2 separate regions of the Triticum aestivum genome follow, and region 2 is linked to region 1. The links are chromatin contacts, called in public Hi-C maps. All regions are on one chromosome and are shown on one strand. Each heading gives the region's core, a stretch centred on a gene start, on an enhancer-like site or on the middle of the called end of the contact. The rest is flanking DNA. Distances are from core to core; before and after follow the strand shown.

Region 1 (4,681 bases), core at 669-3,168:
GTGGCCAGGAGCGGTCACCGCGGCCTCGAATCTGGCGAAGATCAAATCTCCACGGATGTCCGCTATGTAATTCAAGCTCCCAAGCCTGACCTGATGGCCAGGGGCGTAGCTATCGATCTGCTCCAAGTGGCCAAACGAGTTAACCCAAAGTGCGAAGCCGCCGAACACGAAAATCTGTCCGAGGAGGAAGGTTTCTCCCTGGCCAGCGTCATTGTTGACGATTGAAGGGGCCATTGAACCTTTCGTCGACGGCACAGTGAAACTCTCAATGAAAGCACCAATGTCGGTGTCAAAACCGGCGAAACTCGGGTAGGGGGTCTCGAACTGTGCATCTAAGGTCGATGGTAAGAGGAGGCAGGGGACACGATGTTTACCCAGGTTCGGGCCCTCTCTATGGAGGTAATACCCTACTTCCTGCTTTATTGATCTTGATGGATATAAGTATTACAAGAGTTGATCTACCACGAGATCATAATGGCTAAACCCTAGAAGTCTAGCCTGTATGACTATGATAGTGAGTATCTCCCCTTTCCGGACTAAGTTCTCTGGTTTATATAAACACTAGGAGGATCTAGGGTTACATAAGGTCGGTTACAAAGGAAATGAATCTACATAGTCGGTCGCCAAGCTTATCTCCATGCCAAGGAGAGTCCCACGGGTGCAGTCTTCGGTCTTCACATCTTCACAACCAATCAGCCCGGCCCATGGCTAACAGGCCGGACGTCCGAGGACCCCTTAATCCAGGACTCCCTCATCCGACGGAACAAATCATGTAAACTTGTCCCACAAATGTTCTACGAGACGAGTTTACAAGATCTGTTCCACGCCGGAGGCTTTGCGGTACCGCAAATTTTTGTAGCTTTGTAAATTCAAGATTTTCAACATTACGAACTAAATAGAATCATAATATAAATTAAAAACATGAGTATAAATGGTTCTAAAGGCAATTAACAATACAACAATCGTCTTCATTACAACAAATGATCAAATTCGAAAAATTATTACAACAACAAATTGTTCTAATCACCCCAATACATATGAAAATTGTCCACGAGATGCAACAACACTAGGTTGTCGACATCGTCGTTCGGAATCATCTCTTATATGTTCGGATCAGCCGACGAAGACGGCGACGATGAACTCCAATCCATCTAACAAATGCACACGTGTGAATTTCTCCCTGTCAAAATTGAATTAAAATAGACGGCGGGCACTGAACATACCTTCCCCTGAGGCAAAGCCAGCCGCCCCTTTCTTCTCCCATGTTGGCCGAAGCAAAGCGGGCCACCCCTTTCTTCTTCCCGCTGGCCGAAGCAAAGATAGCCAAAACCCTTTCCTCCGGCGCGTGTGGCTATCCCTTGAGTGAATCCGAGGCTCACTGGCGTTGGAAAAAATCGGATCCGCCGGCTACAAGGCCTCCAAATGGGCTCCCCGCTGATACAAATGTGCTCCCCGGCCTCCCAATTTGGTGGAATGGATACGGCGCGGGACGGCGAAGCTAATGGACGATGCGGGGCAGCCGGGGGTACCAAGAACCGGCGGGGAGATGCGGCGGTGGCAGCGGCGGGGAGTGAGGCGGGAACGGAAGCTGGAGGAAATGGCTTTCGCGCAAGGGAAGGGGATCCGGCAAAAACATGTGTGGATCTCGTAGATATGACGGAAACGACTCGAGTATGCAGAATCCCACATCAAAAAGTCAGGATGGCCGATTATAAGGGGTCTATTCGGGCCGGAAAAATCGGCCATGTCCTGTGAACCGGCGTCTATTATTTGGGATGCCCCGGTTTACGGTATCTGATGCTCGCATGACATCCGGAGCTGATTGGGTGGTGTCCCTGGAGCTGAGTTGCCACTCTGCCGGTGCTGGCTCGGCTGGTCAACTGGTTGAACAGTGCTCCAGCAAGCAAGCCGCGGGACGGGAGCAGCGAGGGGAAAAGGGGGCTGGAAGAAGACGCACGCCAGTCCGCCACCAACCGCGGCGTGCGGGTGCGGGCGGAGTCCCACCGAGCAAGAAGAGGCAACCAACCACCACGGTTGGGGTTGGGGTCACCGTCCGCCCGCCCGCCGGACGCGCCAGCGACAGCGACGAATCCATCAATCCGCTTTGTTTTGCCGCCGGGCCGCGCCGATCCGGTCAGCGCGCGCGTCACGCCCCACTCCCCCGCCCCAGCCCCAGCCCCCGCTCCCGCTCCCCGCCCCGCCCCGCCCGCTCCCGTCGGCTAATGCGGTCCGACGCGGCGCGCGCCTCCACTCCCTCCCGCCCTCGCTGTCCGTGGCGGGCCTACCTCACGCGGGCGGCAGTTGGCAACCGTGGCCGCGCGGGCAGGCGGGCGGAGTCCTCCCTCCCCTCTCTCCCCCACTTTCCCCCTCCCCCACGGAGCGGAGCGGGATCCTTCCCCGCCCCACCTCCCGGCCCCGGCCGCCACCCTCCCTTTTCTTTCCGAGCTCCAACCAAATTCCCTCGCCCTGCCGCCGCTGCCGCCGCGGCCTAGGCCTTGACTCTTCTCCACGACGCCGCGCCCTCTCCCCCACTGTCTTTTGACCGCTCCAAGCTCTTTCTTGCTTCTCTTCCCCCCCTGATCGCGGCTAGCCATGGGGTTACGAGGGACACAGCGCCTGCTTTGAACGCAGCTGTTCGTCCGGCAAAGACACGGCACCCGCTGCCGCATCATAACCGCCGGCCTGCCCTTTCTGCTCCATCTGGGAAGTTAGCTCCTCCCGAAATTCCCTCTTTCGCTACCCCTGGGAAAAGGGGAGGAAAAGGCGCCATCTTTTCCGATCCCAGCTTCAGGGACACACCATCTTCCCCTGATCGCTCACGCGGTAGGCTTCCGGCTTCGAGAATCGAGTGGAATTAAAGCTCTGGTGAACCGGTTTTGAGCTTAAGGGGCAGATCCCCGCGCCGGAGGGGGATCTTCTCGCCGACAGAGTCAGACGGTCTCGGTCCAACTGCCCCCTGCCTCTGCATAAGCTCTGTTCCAGCTTTGTGGTTCCGTCCTTCCCTGCTCTGCTGCGGCCTCGATGGACAGCCTCCCCGACGGGGCGGCGCCGCCCGCGCCGACGCCGCAGCAGCAGCAGCCGAAGCGCGACGAGTGGAGCGAGAGCGGCATCTCGCGCCTGCTCGAGGCCTACGAGGCCAAGTGGCTGCTCCGCAACCGGGCCAAGCTCAAGTGGAGCGACTGGGTCGACATCGCCCACGACGTCTCCGCCCACTGCTCCTCCTCCGACCACGCGGCCTCCAAGCCCGGCGCCGCTGCCGGGGGCACCGCCAAGACCCCCAACCAGTGCAAGAACAAGGTCGAGTCCATGAAGAAGCGCTACCGGGCCGAGTCCGCCGCCGCAACGCGGGCCGGATCAGCTGGGGTGGCCAGCGCCTCCGGTGGCCCGTCCTGGCGCTTCTTCGGCCGCATGGACGGGCTGCTCAAGGGCCCGGCCGCCGGCTGCTCTGGCCAGCCGCAGGCGCAACCGGAGCCGAGCTACGATGGCATCGTCCAGCCGCGAGCCCCCCTGAAAGCAGAGCCAGAGGTCGACGCCGAAGCAGACACCGCCCTCCAGCAGCCGCCGGACACAGCAGGGCCGCCCGGGGCGCTCTCCGAGCTACTGAGCGCAGACGCCAACGGCTCCGCGACGGTGAAGGCCGAGAAGACCGTCGATCTGGCCACGCACAAGGAGAGCGGCAGGGCGGCTGACAGCGACGCCGCAAATGTGAGCTCTCCGCGGAGCAAGGAGGTGGAGGTGGGGGTGAACGACGACGGCGCCGAGGAGGTGGACACGCCGAGAAAGAGGAAGAGCCCGGAGCTGGACGTCGCGAGGAGCATCGAGCTGCTGGCGAGCTCGTTCGTGAAGATCGAGCGGGCCAGGCTGGAGGTGTACCGGGACACGGAGCGGATGAGGGCCGAGGCCGAGGTGAAGAAGGGCGAGATGGAGCTGAGGAGGACGGAGATCATGGCCAAGACGCAGCTGCAGATCGCCAGGCTCTTCGCCAAGCGGCTCAAGGAGTGCGTAGGCAGCAGGAATGGCGGCAGCTCGTCTCAAGCGGACACGCTTGCCAAGAAAGGCGAAAATGGTTAGTCCCAACTTACATCCAACTTACCAGTAAGATTGCAGCCGCACTGATTATATTCAGTGCTGCAAGAACATCCTAAGTAGTGTATGGTGTGAAGTATGGATATGCAGAAGTGCATTTCGGGCTTCATCTTACACTCTATCGCTGTCAGTCAATTGCCGCAATCATGCTATGGCTGGAGTTCCTTTTCTATCTGGTCCTGGAAAAACATCACTGATAGAATGGGAAATTGCAGCATGAGGTTATCCTTGCACTAATATGGTACTAGTAGCTACTAGGAACGGAGGATCTCCGAATTCACTTTAATTTTTGCTTCAGATGTACCAAAGCAGCTTTACTGTGATGGTTAGGACACTTTATGAGCTTGACTGATACTGAAATACTGTACATTTCTGTGGAACGGCTGAACTTCTGAAGCCTTTCCTTCCTATAAAACCTACCATCTCATTCTACAGCACTGTTCTACCATTTGGCTGAGGCTAAATGCTGTCCGCGGTGTGCTGCTATGTATGACTCCATTTGGGTTCTTTTCTTGGCAAACACAAAGAGAAAAACTACATGTGAGAACTAAAATCTTGGTATAAGAAGTAGCGTCAGCCCCTCTGCTAGAAGAAC
Region 2 (5,013 bases), core at 915-3,414, 160 kb after region 1:
TGGAGTCCTAGTAGGACCCCCCCCCTTGGCGCGCCCCTGGTGGCCGGCCTCCTCCTCTCCCTCCTTTATATACGTGGGTAGGGCACCCCTTGGAGACACACCAATTGTTCCAAGCTGTGTACGGCGTCTCTCTCCACAGTTTACTCCTCCGGTCATATTCACATAGTGCTTAGGCGAAGCCCTGCGCGGATCACATCACCATCACCGTCACCATGATGTCGTGTTGATGAAACTCTCGCTCGACCCTCTACTGGATCAAGAGTTCGAGGGACGTCATTGAGAGCTGAACATGTGCCGAACTCGGAGGTGTCGTACGTTCGGTACTAGATCGGTTAGATCACGAAGACGTTCGACTACATCAATCACATTATACTAACGCTTCCGCTTTCGGTCTATGAGGGTACGTGGACACACTCTCCCCCTCTCGTTTCTATGCATCAGTTAGATATATCTTGCATGATCGTAGGAATTTTTTTGAAATTGCATGCTACGTTCCCCAACAATGGGTACATGCAGCCATGTCTTACACAACATTGCCCCAACCTTCCTTAGCGTAAATGTGAGCTGCTTTTGCCGAACGTCGTACCCATCGAACCTTGTAGGCTCCTTTAGAGGACAACAACCCCTACCCCTTACTTCCTCAATCATAGGTCCATACACTAAAAGTCTCTCGCATTAGATTGAGTTTGGCTGCCACAACTTGGTAGTCGGTCTCCATCACTAGATTGTCTATGCTCAACTCTTCGGCTAGCTACACCACTCGGCAACACACCTTGACGTCTGCTAACTATGGCTTAGTTTTGGTGGAAAAAACGGTCATGCTCCCGCAATGAAGATGCCCTATGGTTCCTAAGGACAACACCATCACCTCCTCTGTCGCCGATTTAAGTGTTGCCTTGTCAGCATTGGCCTTGACCCACCCATCCTCAGGAGGAGTCCAAGGAGACCTTGTCGGGGGGCGGATGAAAAGCCTGAATATGCTTAGGAGCAGTTGTTCATTCCTCCAAGAAGAAGACCACCTTGTCGACCATGATATTAGGGTCACATATTCTGCAACCGTCTTTTACCTCATTTCACGTCGACGAAATCTGGTAGACCGCGTGAGAGAAATTTCTGAATCATACAAAACAAAAATCTCTTCAATATACAAAGTGTTTCGCGAGAAGCTTGTTGACGAATATTGGCATTGCTAGTTTTACTTGTGTTTTCGTGATTAAATGTGTGTTGTTTGGTCTTATGATTTAGTAATGATCCTCGCTTGGGACAAAAAGCTGCTCTTTGAACAATCGTAATTCACATGTGTCTATTGGTAGAGTTGTTTGAATAATAATGGAGAAAATTACGGTGTGTAGCCCCTCCTTCTATGCATGCTTTTCTCCCCCTCCCTTGCAAGGCGACTTAGGCAAAGCCTTCCCCCTCCCCCGTCGATCTCCACCGATGAGTCCATGGATCCAAACTCGGGCTAACTCAAAACCACGTGGATTTGCAGGATTTTGAACAGATCCCGGCAAGAGTGAGGATAACCGAACAAACACTAAGTAGTTGAATTCCCGAACTTAATTTTGCATGTGCAATTTGCCATTCAAACCCTATCTTTGTCTCTCACAAGACCATCCTCATAATTATTTTGACCTAGACTGAAGTTTATCAGAGTCCCCACGCATAGAGAGAGGACTATCACGACAAGCTAGCGGTGCATGATGATGACTGAGCCAGACGTTGGGCTTGAACCAAGATGCGCTGACAAAAGTAGACTTTGCAACCATATGGTACTATCCACCTGGGTAGACCCCTCGTCCAAGAATGAGCACTCCATCCAGTCGTGTGCGTAAGGCGGTTTAGGATCCTTGCCGGTCAAACATTCTTCCATCGCCATGAAGAACCGGACCAACACCGCTGCCGCGAAATCGATATGGATAGACCCGAATAGAACAATGTTTTGTGATTTATAATCATTTTCATTCGAGTCGTCGGAGTATCTCAATAACAATAAAAGGTCAGAGCTACATCATGGAGACCGTGTCAATGTCCAAATCGACATGCATTTGTGTCGGTCTGAAGGGGGAAGGATGGATTGACCTTGCAATGAAAATATCGGACCCCACCTGCCAGTGTGAGGGATTTTTTGGCCGTGTGGGCACCCCGAGCTTTCGGCAGACACTTCCACGAACGAACAGGCAGCCGTCGTCTGGTCCGCTCGGTCCAACCTTTCCTCTCCCGAAAAAAAAAAAAGAAACAACTGCAAAGGCAACAGCCTTTCTCCGCCGAATCACCGGACCCGCGCGCGCGAGCTCGTCGTGGCATGGTGGCGATCCGCGGCCGGCAGCAGCGCCAGCAGCTTCGCCGCGCTCTCCGTGCCCCGCTCCCCTGACCGGCCGCGCGAGATTCGGAGGAGCGGCGGCGGCGGACGCCATGTTTGGGTCCCGGGTCCAGGATGGGGTGGAGATGCAGCAGCGGCGGACGACCAACAGGTGCGTGCCCGCGTTCTCTCGGCTCTCGTGGGCGGCTGGATTTAGCGGCACGGGGCCTCCCCGGAACGCTGCCCGTGAAGAGGAGGGACGGCCCTCCTGGGACGATCGAGGATGCCGCGTTAGATTATTTTTGCTTGGACTAGGTGTTGACTTAGGGGGAGAGGAGGATTCTGGCCATGGTTTGAGTTGGAGTAAGTTGTAGTGAGTTGGAGTTGGCAGGATTTAGCTTCGGCGTCTGCTTCGTTGCTGCCTCGGGGGATCGAACCAGCCGAATTCGAGTTTTGGTTGCTTAGGCTTGACAAGGCGTACAGTACGTTGGGGAGTGGTGGTAGTTTTGGAGCTGGGAATAGGAACGTGAGAGCTCATTTTGCTTCCCTATGTTCTAGCATATGCATGTTTGTTTGCTACTAGTACTCATTTGTATGCATCCAGAAATTAAGGACCAAAAGTGAAATAGGCTATATTTTTGACTCAGCTTACTTCATTTATCTACCGGTTTCCGTGCATCGAGGAATTAAGGACCAAAATGAAACATTATGTCATTGCGATGCTACCTAGTTACCAGGAGATTGCAGATGAGAACAACTCCTATTGTCATCTGTTCCTGTGGGAGCTCTCAGTATCCACAGACCATGTCGACGTTGTGCAGTTTTTAGCACTTCTCTAAGTTGCTCTTCTACTCTGTCTTCAGGATCTTTCCCGATGAGAGGCAGGATCAATCCAAGATGCCGTTTCAAGCCGGACGGGTCGACAGATTCGCTGCCAACAGGATAGACCCAAAGACCCTCGAGAAGCTCAAATTGATGAATGAGGGCAACGTGCCATGGCACAGCCGCATCCTCGACCCCAGAAGCAGCGTGCTGCTGACATGGAACAGGGTGTACCTGGTGGCCTGTCTCTTCGCGCTCTTCATCGACCCTTTCTTCTACTACCTGCCATTTGTCAGAGTCATGGACCAAAGCACTGGTGTTTCGTGTGTTGCCGAGGACCAACGATTGAGAAATACTATGACCGTTCTGCGGACACTCGCTGACTTGTTTTATGTGCTCAACATTGCGATAAAGTTCCATACTGCATATGTAGACCCAAAGTCCAGAGTCCTAGGGAAGGGAGAGCTTATTGTGGATCTAAAGAAGATTCAAAGAAGATACGTCACATCAGATCTCTGTATAGACATACTTGCAGCCATACCACTTCCACAGGTAAATAACTCGAATCTTGTTGCGGCACTTGTCGCATTTTTCATGGCAACTACCTTAAGTATATTCCACTTTTCCAGCTTCAGTGTTAATATCCATATTCTTTCGTACTTAAATTGATTCGTTATCATCTTTGTGGCAAAGATTGGTATGGTTCGTTGGGTGAGCACTGAACAGCAAGCCTTTAGTTGAGCCTATTGGATTCTTTCCCTTTGATTCGCTTTCCAAACCAAGACATCTGGACAGTGCCTCTTGTTTTTACATTAACCACATGAATTTAACCAGAAAATCGAAACTTTTAAAAGGTGGACCCAACTAGGTTTCCTCTGCAAAGAGTCAAAAAATACCCAAAAGATTTATTTTCTGTTAACTGCCACTTATATCCCATAGGTCTTTTTTCCTTTTCGTACTTCATCTGTTAATCGCCACTTAGATAATTTGTAAATGTTAGGAGTTTATGAAATCTAGAATTGCCAACTTATTTCAGCCAAACTTTATGCAAAATAAATTTATCTGTATAACTGAATTGTTTGACGACTAATTATCCCAAATATTGAATATCTATTACTTGATTGTTAAATCTACAGTGATAATGTGAATCTTCTGTTTTTTTTGCAGGTTACTGTTTGGTTAATCATGCCTGGGATTAAACGCTCAGATTATAACATCCAAAACACTACATATGCTCTTATTATTTTGGTTCAGTATGTCTTAAGAATGTATCTCGTTGTACCTTTAAGCAATCAAATCATCAAAGCTGCCGGAGTAGTTGCAAAGTCAGCCTGGGGAGGAGCAGCATACAATCTTCTGCTCTACATGCTTGCAAGTCATGTATGGTCACCTCAACCACTACCTCAGCCGTGTAATCAATTCCTAGTCACCTACTCAGAATAAAGTTCTAGGGAATTTGCAGCTCATGTAGTTTGTAATTCTATGTACAACTGAAAGATAAGTAGAAGTCGCCTCTGCTAAATATGGAACCTAAAATATCAGTTCATTAGGTTTTTCATACCTCATCTCGTAACTGGAATAGGCCAAAAGAGAATAATTCATGTGTATTTGTTTTCCTGGAATGCATTATTACTTATTAAAATCTGAAGATATAGACAAAACTGTTGGTGGTAGACATGCATGTGAGCTAGAAGCAGAAGACTATCACTATCATCTTGCATTTCTTTGCTCACTTTTGTGCAATAAATACTTCAGTGTCATTTCTGACCTGTGTGCATCACTGCAGATTACCGGGGCAATATACTATCTTCTCTCCATTGAACGGCAGATTACATGTTGGAATCAGCAGTGCCTTGCTGAGTCGAGCAATGCGTCTTGTAACATTGGGTTTA

Evidence for each region. Hi-C and Micro-C count contacts between places; a contact is called where the count stands out from the background.
Region 2: a contact with region 1 is called in a Hi-C map of leaf, with 4 times the contacts expected there. The contact joins the promoter of LOC123104801 here to the promoter of LOC123104800 in region 1. A contact is called at or near these places in 2 of 5 Hi-C or Micro-C datasets (both in leaf).

The regions. Positions count from the first base shown.
Region 1 is chr5A:563,610,913-563,615,593 of IWGSC CS RefSeq v2.1, forward strand. LOC123104800 (trihelix transcription factor ASIL2) reads left to right here and starts at 1,919. Exons shown (of 2, transcript XM_044526699.1): 1 at 1,919-4,066. The coding sequence starts at 3,022.
Region 2 is chr5A:563,768,216-563,773,228 of IWGSC CS RefSeq v2.1, forward strand. It overlaps LOC123104801 (cyclic nucleotide-gated ion channel 17), which reads left to right and starts at 2,165. Exons shown (of 7, transcript XM_044526701.1): 1 at 2,165-2,471; 2 at 3,163-3,673; 3 at 4,289-4,501; 4 at 4,908-5,013. The coding sequence starts at 2,413.